Regions from separate parts of the Xenopus laevis genome. Here region 1 is linked to region 2. Evidence: chromatin contacts called from public Hi-C data. All regions are on one chromosome and are shown on one strand. The core of a region is the stretch at or near the end of the contact, and the rest is flanking DNA. Distances in the headings are between cores, read along the strand shown. Region 1 holds the start of osr2.L (odd-skipped related transciption factor 2 L homeolog). Region 2 overlaps vps13b.L (vacuolar protein sorting-associated protein 13B).

Region 1 (4,846 bases), core at 301-2,800, 640 kb before region 2:
TACAGCGGGTGCCTTGGGATCGTCATCAATCCCAAATATCAGTGAATTTCTGGGTGTAGATCTGCAGCAACTCAATATCTAACTTGGATTTGTCAGCCCATCTAAATCGCACCGATTCGCAGCTCATGTATAAATCAGAGGCGTGTCCTACTTCAATCACAGTCTGTAATAAAGCCAATTAGTATTTTTTGTGTAGTCTCTGTACATAACAGTTACACAAATACACCCAATGACATCGCCGCAGCTTTTACTGGTAAACGAACTCAAACTATTAAAATTAATACGCGAATAATTAAAATTCGCGAGATTAAAATAGAAAAAAATACCTTTTTTTCATGATAAAAGTGTCAGAGGTTTTTTTTAACATCTTTAGTTAGTTTTTTTTTTTTTGACAAATGCTCGTGGGTTTTCCATTTACAAATATGACCTATGAAACCTCCATTCCTAAAGCCTTGATCAATCCACGAGCCCATAATTATGAATATATTTACGAGGCTGTAAAAAAAAAAATATCTTATTTACAAATACGAAATATTCGCCTGTGAAGCGTTTTCGTGGCTGTTTTTTATTTTGCGACCGCGTTTTGCTGTTTCGTGTGTTGGTGAATAAGAACAAATGAGTTACATGTAAATTATAATTTCCTACTTATTTTTACAAAGGCGAACAAACAATTTTCTGACACTTATATATAAATAGATAGATGACTATATATATATTAATTGACCTGCTAAAGACATAGATAGATATAAAAAAAACAAGCTGACTAATCCTGGGGAAACAAATGTTTTTAGTTTGATGCGGTTACAGTGGTTAAAATAGGAGATATTTCATTGCATTATCTGGGGAAAGACATTAACCCGTTGTATCTCTTTTTCGACTCATTTGTGACAGTTAGAGGCTGATTATTGATGGATTATACAGGAGTGTAGTCTCTAAATAATCCCTGCCCCCTCCTTATAAATAATATGTGAGAAATAATCCATAGGGGAAAGTGCAGCAATTAATCGCTTATATTGGGAGACACAATAAAAAGTGCAACAATGAATCTATAATTAGTCTCATTCATTAAAGAGGCAGAGTTGTTTGGCTTGTTACATATCTATGGAAAAAAATGAAGTTTATGAAATAAAAACTGCAGTTTCATAAAACAACCATCTCCTCCAGGTCTTCCCTCCTCCCAGGGTTTAATGAAGTATATTTTACGTTTATTTATAAAGAGCCTCGCCCAGGAAATATTCCTGGTGCAGAGCTTTTATTAATAGAAACACTATGGAGGTGGATTTTGGAAAGAAAAAGGGCACTTTAGGTAGAGCGGGGTGGAAAGGAGTATTTCCCCTTTAAATGCAGTTGCTAGCCAAACACAAGTAAACATTCAGCGCAGAGAAGAGGGAGCAGAGGATAAAGGGGAGTGGCTATGGCGAGTCAGAGGGAGGGGATAGACTGCTGCAACTGTAAAAACCTTCCCACCGGTGGGAGGGGCCGTCACAGTGGAAGGCGTGGCTAAAAGTGCAAGGCTCAGAGAGCTGAAATGTGATGGATCTCAGAGGCTGCTCTCAGAGTTGCACTAAACTTTGTAAGGGAAGAAGCAGGAGAGAGAGAGGGAAAGTGAGAGGCAAAGGGACAGAGCTGTAACCCTGCAGCGCCCAGGACTGACACCCAGTAAAGCTGAAGCCAGTACTCACCCCTACAGCATGAATCGTACCGGCCGGCCAAGACAAGGGAAGCTGTGCTGAGTCTCCATGGTGGGCCCATTGCTTGGATCTAATGAAAAGGAACAGAAATTGGGGGTCAGTTGTGGACATTTTGGATTAAACACGTCTCCTGTCATCAAACCCCTGTGGTAGGTTCCCCCAGATCCTTCCTTCATAATCGCAACTCTTCTACTGCGACTTTACTTTCACTGTCTGTCTGTCTGTGTGTATTAGTGTGTATTAGTGTATGTGTATATTAGTGTGTGTCTATAGTGCACAACAGCGTGTGTATTTGTTATGTGCAATGTACCTGTGTGTCACAGAGTGACCTGTGGAATCTGAACTTGTGTATGAGTGTGTAAGAGGGAGTGTGTGTTCCTGTGTGTGTGAGTGTGTGTGTGTTAGAGCAAACTGGTATTTACTGAAGAGTATAGGTGTGTGTGCTTTTGGTGTTTCATGGTGTGCATGTGTGTATTAGTGTGTCTCGTGTGTGTATTAGTGTGTATTAGTGTGTATATTACTGTGTGCATGTGTGTGTGTCTTCGTGTGTGTATTAATTTATGTATTAGTGTGTGTGTGTGCATGTGTGTGTATTACTGTATGTATTACTGTGTGTTAGTGTGTGTGTGTATTAGTGTGTGTGCATGTGTGTATATTACTGTCTGTGTGTGTATTACTGTGTGTGTATTAGTGTTATGTGGATTACTGTCTGTGTGTTAGTGTTTGTATTACTGTGTGTGTATTAGTGTTGTGTGTATTACTGTGTGTGCATGTGTGTGTGTTAGTGTGTGTGTATTAGTGTGCGTGTTAGTGTGTGTGTGTTAGTGTGTGTATTACTGCGTGTGTTAGTATGTGTATTACTGTGTGTATTACTGCGTGTGTTAGTGTGTGTATTACTGTGTGTGCATGTGTGTGTATTAGTGTGTGTTCATGTTTAGGCGAGTATATACGAGTGTGCGGTAAAAGTGCCGGTAAGTTTGCGTGCGGGTGTGAGTTAGTGAATACACACGTGTGATCAAGAACAGGGCATAGGGTGTAACAATAATCCTGATATAGTGAGTAAATCTGCTGAATATATAAGAGACGCACAGTCGGAATTCTGTTTTGTTACATGTGCGGGTTTCGCTTTACATAACAGGAGCTTTGCTGGACCCCAGATTCTTAATAGGAAACGATTCCGAAATCCTTTCCCACCCCGGCCTCAGTGGGCTGATGATATTCCATCTCTCTTCAGACAAGTATTTAGTTGCAGGGGATGTGCTTGTCGCTGCATGCGACGCAACTAGACGAGAGTAGCCGCGACTTCTTCATTATTTCCTCGCTCATCTGCCTGTGCTTTAGGGTCGGCTCTCAGCGGAGGGGGCACAAGTGCTAATATCCCATAACAAGTTTTTCCTGCACAATATGGATTAGATCTCAGTCTGTACTGAATACTCATTGTCTGAATGCAGCAGTCTATAGTAGGAGCGAGTAGTGGCAAATACAAGAGTGAATGGGACTGTGCAGACATATCGATAAAGATAATTTAATTTAATTAACTTGGGACTGCTGTTCATCTAGGGATCCTGTACAGTGCAAACAACATCTTCTGCACAGCCATATATTTATACAAAGGAGACTTTTATACATTTGCCAGTTTGGGTGCCAGACGCAACTGTCAGCCCCATCACACCTTCACCAGTCACCTGTCTGTTCTAACAAACCTAATTATCTTCATTTTCTACTTGTTTCTCTATCACAAACCATTAGAAATCATTTCTAAGGACAGGGGCAGAAATTAAGAATTTCTTGCAAATTATGTTAAAATAAGAATAAGGAAAAGCTTTGCCTTGGTCTGATAGGGTAGTAATTATGCCACAGGTAATTATTAAAATAAAAGAAAGGCAAATGGATTTACTAAGTTTCTATAATTGATTTAGTAATTGTCTGTGCTTATTTATTATTATTTATTATGTGTATTAAACTAGTACAATAACATTAGCCGACTAAATATTTTAATTGTATCTGATTTCGGAGAAATACTTTTAATTGTTGATCCAATATTTAATCCAAAATCCTAATATTTCATCCACTATTTAATTATAGTGCCAGGGTATCCAATTAATATTGTATTTATTGGGGATGAGATATTTGTAAATATTTTTAATTTGCTATAAATCTCTCCTATCTGCCCGATCGGAATACACAACAACATTATAAAACAAAGAACAAATACACCTACAAAAAAAAAAAAAAATAACAATATAATTAATTAGCAATATAATAATTACAGAATTGTTGGCGATAGTTGGACTCTAATGCAATTCGAAATCGTGGGATTTTAGCAGCATTATTTTGATATTTTAATATATTAATGTAGGCAAAACTTTAACTTTATTCTTCCATTACTGATTCCTACATAAATAAGACGAATAAAGGTAAAAGTTCTGTTAAAATCTGTTAGTTTTGTGTTGTCAGGGCTTAGTGTTATAGTAGTGATACACAGTCCTAGTGGTGTATGTGTATTGGGGGGTAGTAGTTGTGTACAGGTTATTGTGCTACTGATATACACACAACCTGTCTATTGTTTTTTTTTTTGTGTATACATTGCTAGTATTGTGTGTTGTGCAAGTGAGTATATTGGAATGAGATATAAAGGCTGGATATTATGCCAGACTAGTGTTGTATATGTGTGATGTACAGCCTGTGTATTGTGTTAGAGCGCTGTGGGGTGTTAGTGCACTCAGTATATATTTGAATAGTGTAGTCCAGCCTTATATTGCATGTGTTGTGGTGCAGTAGTGTATAAATGGGTTTAGTGTGTGTGTTGTGGTGTGAAGCCTATACATTGTGCAAGTGTGTATATTCTGTATCTATATATGGAGAATTCGTGCCCGTACCCCCACCCTCGGGTATAAAATCACCCTGACACCATACAGAACCCAGTACAAAAACATTATAAGGACATAAATCAATGTAAATCAAAGGGCATCTCCTTGCTGTGTTCACCGACTTATTTATACCAGTCTTTACAGCTGCCAAACCCAATGTGCCCAGGGCCAGCGAACTATAAATGCCAATATCCACTGGCCTCAATTCACAACTGTCACATAGGAGAGTGAATGTGGTTTATAGAATAATAATGAGAACCCCTGGGGTTCCGTCTCCTCCATTGA
Region 2 (5,147 bases), core at 2,227-4,726:
TATTTCAGCACATATTTGCTAATGTTGTTGGTAGTGGATGATTGGAACTTTATCCGGTATTGCCAGGGGTCCCATCTTATCCAAGTGAGACCCTGCCTGCGCTACAGTTCATGGCTTCCATTTGTGTGGTCACATTGGGGGAAGACCTGCTGAATTTTACAGTGCGTGCTGCTGAATTAATAGGACAAGTAGTATTTTTAGCTCACATGAATATAATAAACTTTCAGAATATATTTCTCCCTTAACAAAGCTATATATACATCTCCTGTGTGGGAAGCCTTCAAAATAAACATTGTGCTTTTGAAGGCCGTGTCCCCTCAGGAGTAACATGATGCTGGCTGTACAGCTCTCTGCTTGTGATGAATGCAGGAACAGTGCAAATATTCTCTATTGCTGCACGCTATTAGCCAGCCACCGGCAACTGCAATTCTACACAAACACTGACATCTAGTGGAAAGAGAGTGCCATTGTCTGATGGCTTCATGACATTACAGGTATAGGACCTGTTATCCACAGTGCTCAAAACTTGGGGTCTTCCGGATAAAGGATCTTTCCATAATTTGGATCTTCATGCTTTATCTCAACAAAAAAATTATTGAAACATTAAATAAACCCAATAAGTTATTATTACAGAGAAAAAAAGAAATCATGTCTAAACTTGACAATTATTGCCTCTAAAGGATCCATGGTTTCTCTTATTGGTATAATAATATTAACAGGGATAACATTGATATTTCTGAGACATTGTGCTCAAACAGTTAACACTTCCCTTGCCATGTCTGAGACTGCAAAGGTGTAATAGTGCTGCAGCCAATATTAATGCCTAAACCCCCAGGGTCCAAGGCCATAACCCCCAATTAAGCAGGGGGGCTCTGGGATAGTCTAGGTTCCAGGGCCTTAAAACTACTAAAATACTTTTATTATGATGTAGAGAGAGATATTCTGAGACAATTTGCAATTGGTATTATTTAGGGTTTTTGAGTTATTTAGCTTTTTATTCAGCAGCTCTCCTGCAATTTCAGCTGACTGGTTGCTATGGCCCAAAGTACCCTAGAAACCATGCACTGATTGGAATAAGCGACTAGAACATGAATAGGAGAGGCCCTGAATAGAAACATGAGTAATAAAAAGTAACAATAACTATACATGTGTAGCATTAAAGAGCATTTGTTTTTTAGATTGGGTCAGTGACTCCCATTTGAAAGCCAGAAACAGTCAGAACAAGGCGACAAATAATTCAGAAACTATAAAAAAGAAGAAATGAAATCCAATTGAAAAGTTGCTTAGAATTAGCCATTCTATAATATACTAAAAGATAACTTAAAGGTGAACCACCCCTTTCACCAGGCCATGTGCCAAGCAGTTAGCAAATAGAAAGTTTGCCCCAGTCCTAACAACCAATGAGATATTTGCCTTCAAACTGCAGAGCAGGAAAGGCTATCAGCTGATTGGTTGATATGCCGCCTGTTAGACTACAGTATCCCCTTATTTAAACTCTTGTTGTCTACATGGCATTGACTAGGACCTGAGCAAGGAGATAATGGAGACCTTGGCAGAAGGTTTGTTCTGGGGCCTAGTGGGCCAGCTTTAGATTGTGTTATATTTTATTAATACTACAATTTAGGCCATTTTGTTCCCAGTTATTTGCAGGCACATTAACATTTCTCCATTCCTCTGCAGGAACACTAACATCCCTAACTAACCTGGCCACCAGCCTGGCGAGGAACATGGACAGACTGTCTCTAGACGAGGAACATTACAACCGTCAGGAAGAGTGGAGGAGGCAACTGCCTGACAACCTGGGGGAAGGTCTGAAACAGGGACTGTCCCGTCTGGGCCTCAGCCTCCTCGGTAATTTCACTTGTTTAAAGGAAACTCCTTTTTGGCACTAAAGCTTTAGATTTTGCCAAACCCCAGCAGATATCATTGCTGGGAGACTAAAAGGAATCCAGTGTATGACACAGCACCACTCACGCGGAGATTTACATTAAAAAGCCTTTATTTGAACATATGGCTTCTGATTCGGAACGTTTCAGGCCTAATCACGGCCCTTTATCAAGCTGGGTAGGTTGATAGGGAGAATGAAAGGTTCAGCAATGGGCCTCAGACAAGTGCTGGTTTCAAACCTTTGCCGTTAGCAGGGTGTACATGAGCAGGACTTGTCCCAGAATGTAGTTCCCTTCTGGGGCCAGGCTGAATGCAGGTTTAATATATTTATGATCCTGGTAATCTGGAAAGGAAACCCCAATCAAGGAACAGTAAGGGGATTGTGTCCTTCAATACGGACCTACAAGCAGGCTCTATGCATAGTTACATAGTTACATAGTTAACAAATCCATCAAGTTCAACCCCTCCAAATGAAAATCCAGCATACACCACAGTATACTGGGCAACTCGTATAGAACAGCACAGTGGTACAAGGGTTAGGACTGTTGCCCCCAGCATTAGGCATTCAGAGCAGTATCTGCAAGGAGTTTGTATGTTCTCCCCATGTCTGCGCGGGTTTCTCCAGGTTTTCCTGTTTCCACCCAAAACTTAGAGGCTGCTTGATTAGATCCTGATAAAACTGACCTAAAGAACATTATGTTTTAAATGAGAACTAAAACGTAACTAATAGAAATGTTGTACATTATGTTTTGGGCTTCTGTACCAGCCCAAGGCAACCAGAGCCCTTTAGCAGTAAAGATATGTGTCCCCAAAGATGCCCCAGTAGCTCCCCATGTTCTTTTCTGCTGATTCACTGCACATGCTCTGTGCTGTTGTCACTTACTGAGCTTAGGGACCCACTCACAATATACAGTACACATAGAATAGAAATGTCACAATATAAGGCTGATTAGTAATTAATACAGATAATTGCTACATGGCAGCACAGAAACCAGTGCAATTAGCATCAGAATTTAATAATCAGCCCTGTAGTATCAGCTTTTATTAGAGGCCAACCTCATTTTCTGCTTGATAATTTGCGACGACCCCTAAGCTTAGCTTCTCAACAGCTGCTCAGAGCCCACTGAGCATGTGAGTGTCACAGAGACTTTCCAAGATGGTGACCCCCTGTGATAAGGTTGAAGACCTGGATCATTGCTGCTATTGACAAGCTGAAACTTTACACTGATTCAAAAAATTCAGTGTATAAAATATGGCATTTTTGGCCATATTCATTTTTAGGGTTTAGTTCTCCTTTAAGTTCCAGCTGCAGAATATGTCAATGCCACATAAAAAACAGATAATACTGAAATAAATAGGAAGCCTAATTTCTTACTGTTGGGGCCAACAGCCCCTAAACCAGTGAATCTTTTATGGGACTCATAATGGATCCCCTTGCTGTTTAGCTGTTGATCTGATACTAAGCCAACTCTCCAGGCTCAATGTGGGTCACTAAGAAAGGGTTACAGAAGGAGCAGTGCCTTAAACAGTGCAAGTTACTGTGTTAGCTAAAAGGTCTTTAATTTAACTGTGTGTTGGAGCCTCGCCAAGGTGGAAAGAACACTGCTCAGCATCAGCCGGGCCCCGTGCAGGTTGTTCTAGGTAAGTCGGTCCCTGACCCCTTTGTGGTATTTTCATAGAAGCGCTCGGATGTTTGTCCACCACTAAAAGCTGCAGCTGCTCTAACCACACAAGTCTGAGTCACTTTGCCCTGGAGCTCATTACCAAATGAGGATCCTCGGCTGAGTTTACATGACATTTGCTCTCCGCTCAAGTGGTTTTCAAACACAAACAAGCTTCCCTGCAGCCCTCCTATCTGTACTAGGGGACGGCTAATCAGTTCTCTTTGGTTTGTTCTGCAGGGAACCGTGGCATAAACATTTACATGGCCCATGTCTTTCACTGACAGTCTGAGGCTACGTGTGCCCAGTACCCAGTTATTTGTACCCACCGGCTGCCAGGAAAGGAGCACTTTGTTATGCAGGAACATAGAGAAACTTTGCTTTACCCTTTAAATCCCAGCATGCACTCCCTCGCTCTCATGGAAATGGATGAGGCTCAGTCAGAGGGAATGTTTATTGGTTAATAAGGTCAATTTTATGGATTTTAGTTTCTGGGATCTTACAACAAGATTGTTTCTACCTTGTACTCAGGCTGTCTCAATACATGTGGGTAGGCTCAATGAATTATTTCAATGTTATAAACTACATATCCCAGGACATGGTACAGTCCAAACACAGCTAGAGAGTGGCAAGCTGAAGATAGACTATGGACTGGTGTCCCCCATCAGTGCACTGACATTTTTACTAGCACATAATTAGGTGGTCCTATCTGTGACAGAAACAGAGAGGTTTAAAGAAAAACTAAAGCCTAACTAAAGAAGTAGCTAGAAATGTTGTACATTATGTTTTGGGCTGTTGCCCCCAGCATTAGGCTACTAGGCCTGATTCCATTCAGAGCAGTATCTGCTGGGAGTTTGTATGTTATCCCCATGTCTGCACGGGTTTCTCCAGGTTCTCCTGTTTCAAGGCTGCTTGATTAGATCCTGATAAAACTGACCTAAGGGACCTTGTGTTTTAAAGAAGAACTACAACTTAACTAAAGAAGTAGCTAGAAATGCTGTACATTATGTTGTTATGGGGCTTCTGTACCATCCCAAGGCAACACAGTCCTTTAGCAGTAAAGATCTGTGTCTCCAAAGATGCCCCAGTAGCTCCCCATCTTCTTTTCTGCTGATTCACTGCACAAGCTCTGTGCTGCTGTCACTTACTGAGCTTAGGGACCCACTCACAATATACAGTACACATAGAATAGAAATGTCACAATAAAAGGCTGATTAGTAATTAATACAGATAATTACTACATGGCAGCACAGAAACCAGTGCAATTAGCATCAGAATTTAATAATCAGCCCTGTAGCATCAGCTTATATTACAGACAAACCTCATTTTCTGCTGGATAATTAGTGGCGACCCCTAAGCTTAGCTTCTCAACAGCTGCTCAGAGCCCACTGAGCATGTGATTGTCACAGACACTTTCCAAGATGGTGACCCCCTGTGACAAGTCTGAAGTCCTGGATCATTGCTGCTATTGACAAGCTGAAACTTTAGGCTGGTGCAATAAGTTCATTATATAAAATATGACCTTTTTAGCTATATTCATTTATAGGGTTTAGTTCTCCTTTAAGTGCATAGTCTGACAAGCTGTATGTATAATGTTAA

What was found. A called contact is a pair of places that touch in the nucleus more often than the background predicts.
Region 1: a Hi-C map of the XTC cell line shows a contact between it and region 2, with 3 times the contacts expected there. The contact joins the promoter of osr2.L here to the enhancer-like site in region 2. A contact is called at or near these places in 2 of 4 Hi-C or Micro-C datasets (the XL177 cell line and the XTC cell line).

The regions. Positions count from the first base shown.
Region 1 is chr6L:139,127,038-139,131,883 of Xenopus_laevis_v10.1, reverse strand. It overlaps osr2.L (odd-skipped related transciption factor 2 L homeolog), which reads left to right and starts at 1,550. Exons shown (of 4, transcript NM_001096884.1): 1 at 1,550-1,840.
Region 2 is chr6L:138,490,245-138,495,391 of Xenopus_laevis_v10.1, reverse strand. vps13b.L (vacuolar protein sorting-associated protein 13B) reads left to right here. Exons shown (of 62, transcript XM_018268145.1): 58 at 1,681-1,851. Among protein-coding and RNA genes, the nearest start is that of LOC108719345, 21 kb to the right of the region's middle. Within about 2 kb of position 3,476, at least 1 of the 7 cell types and tissues checked has an H3K27ac peak or open chromatin away from gene starts, as enhancers often do.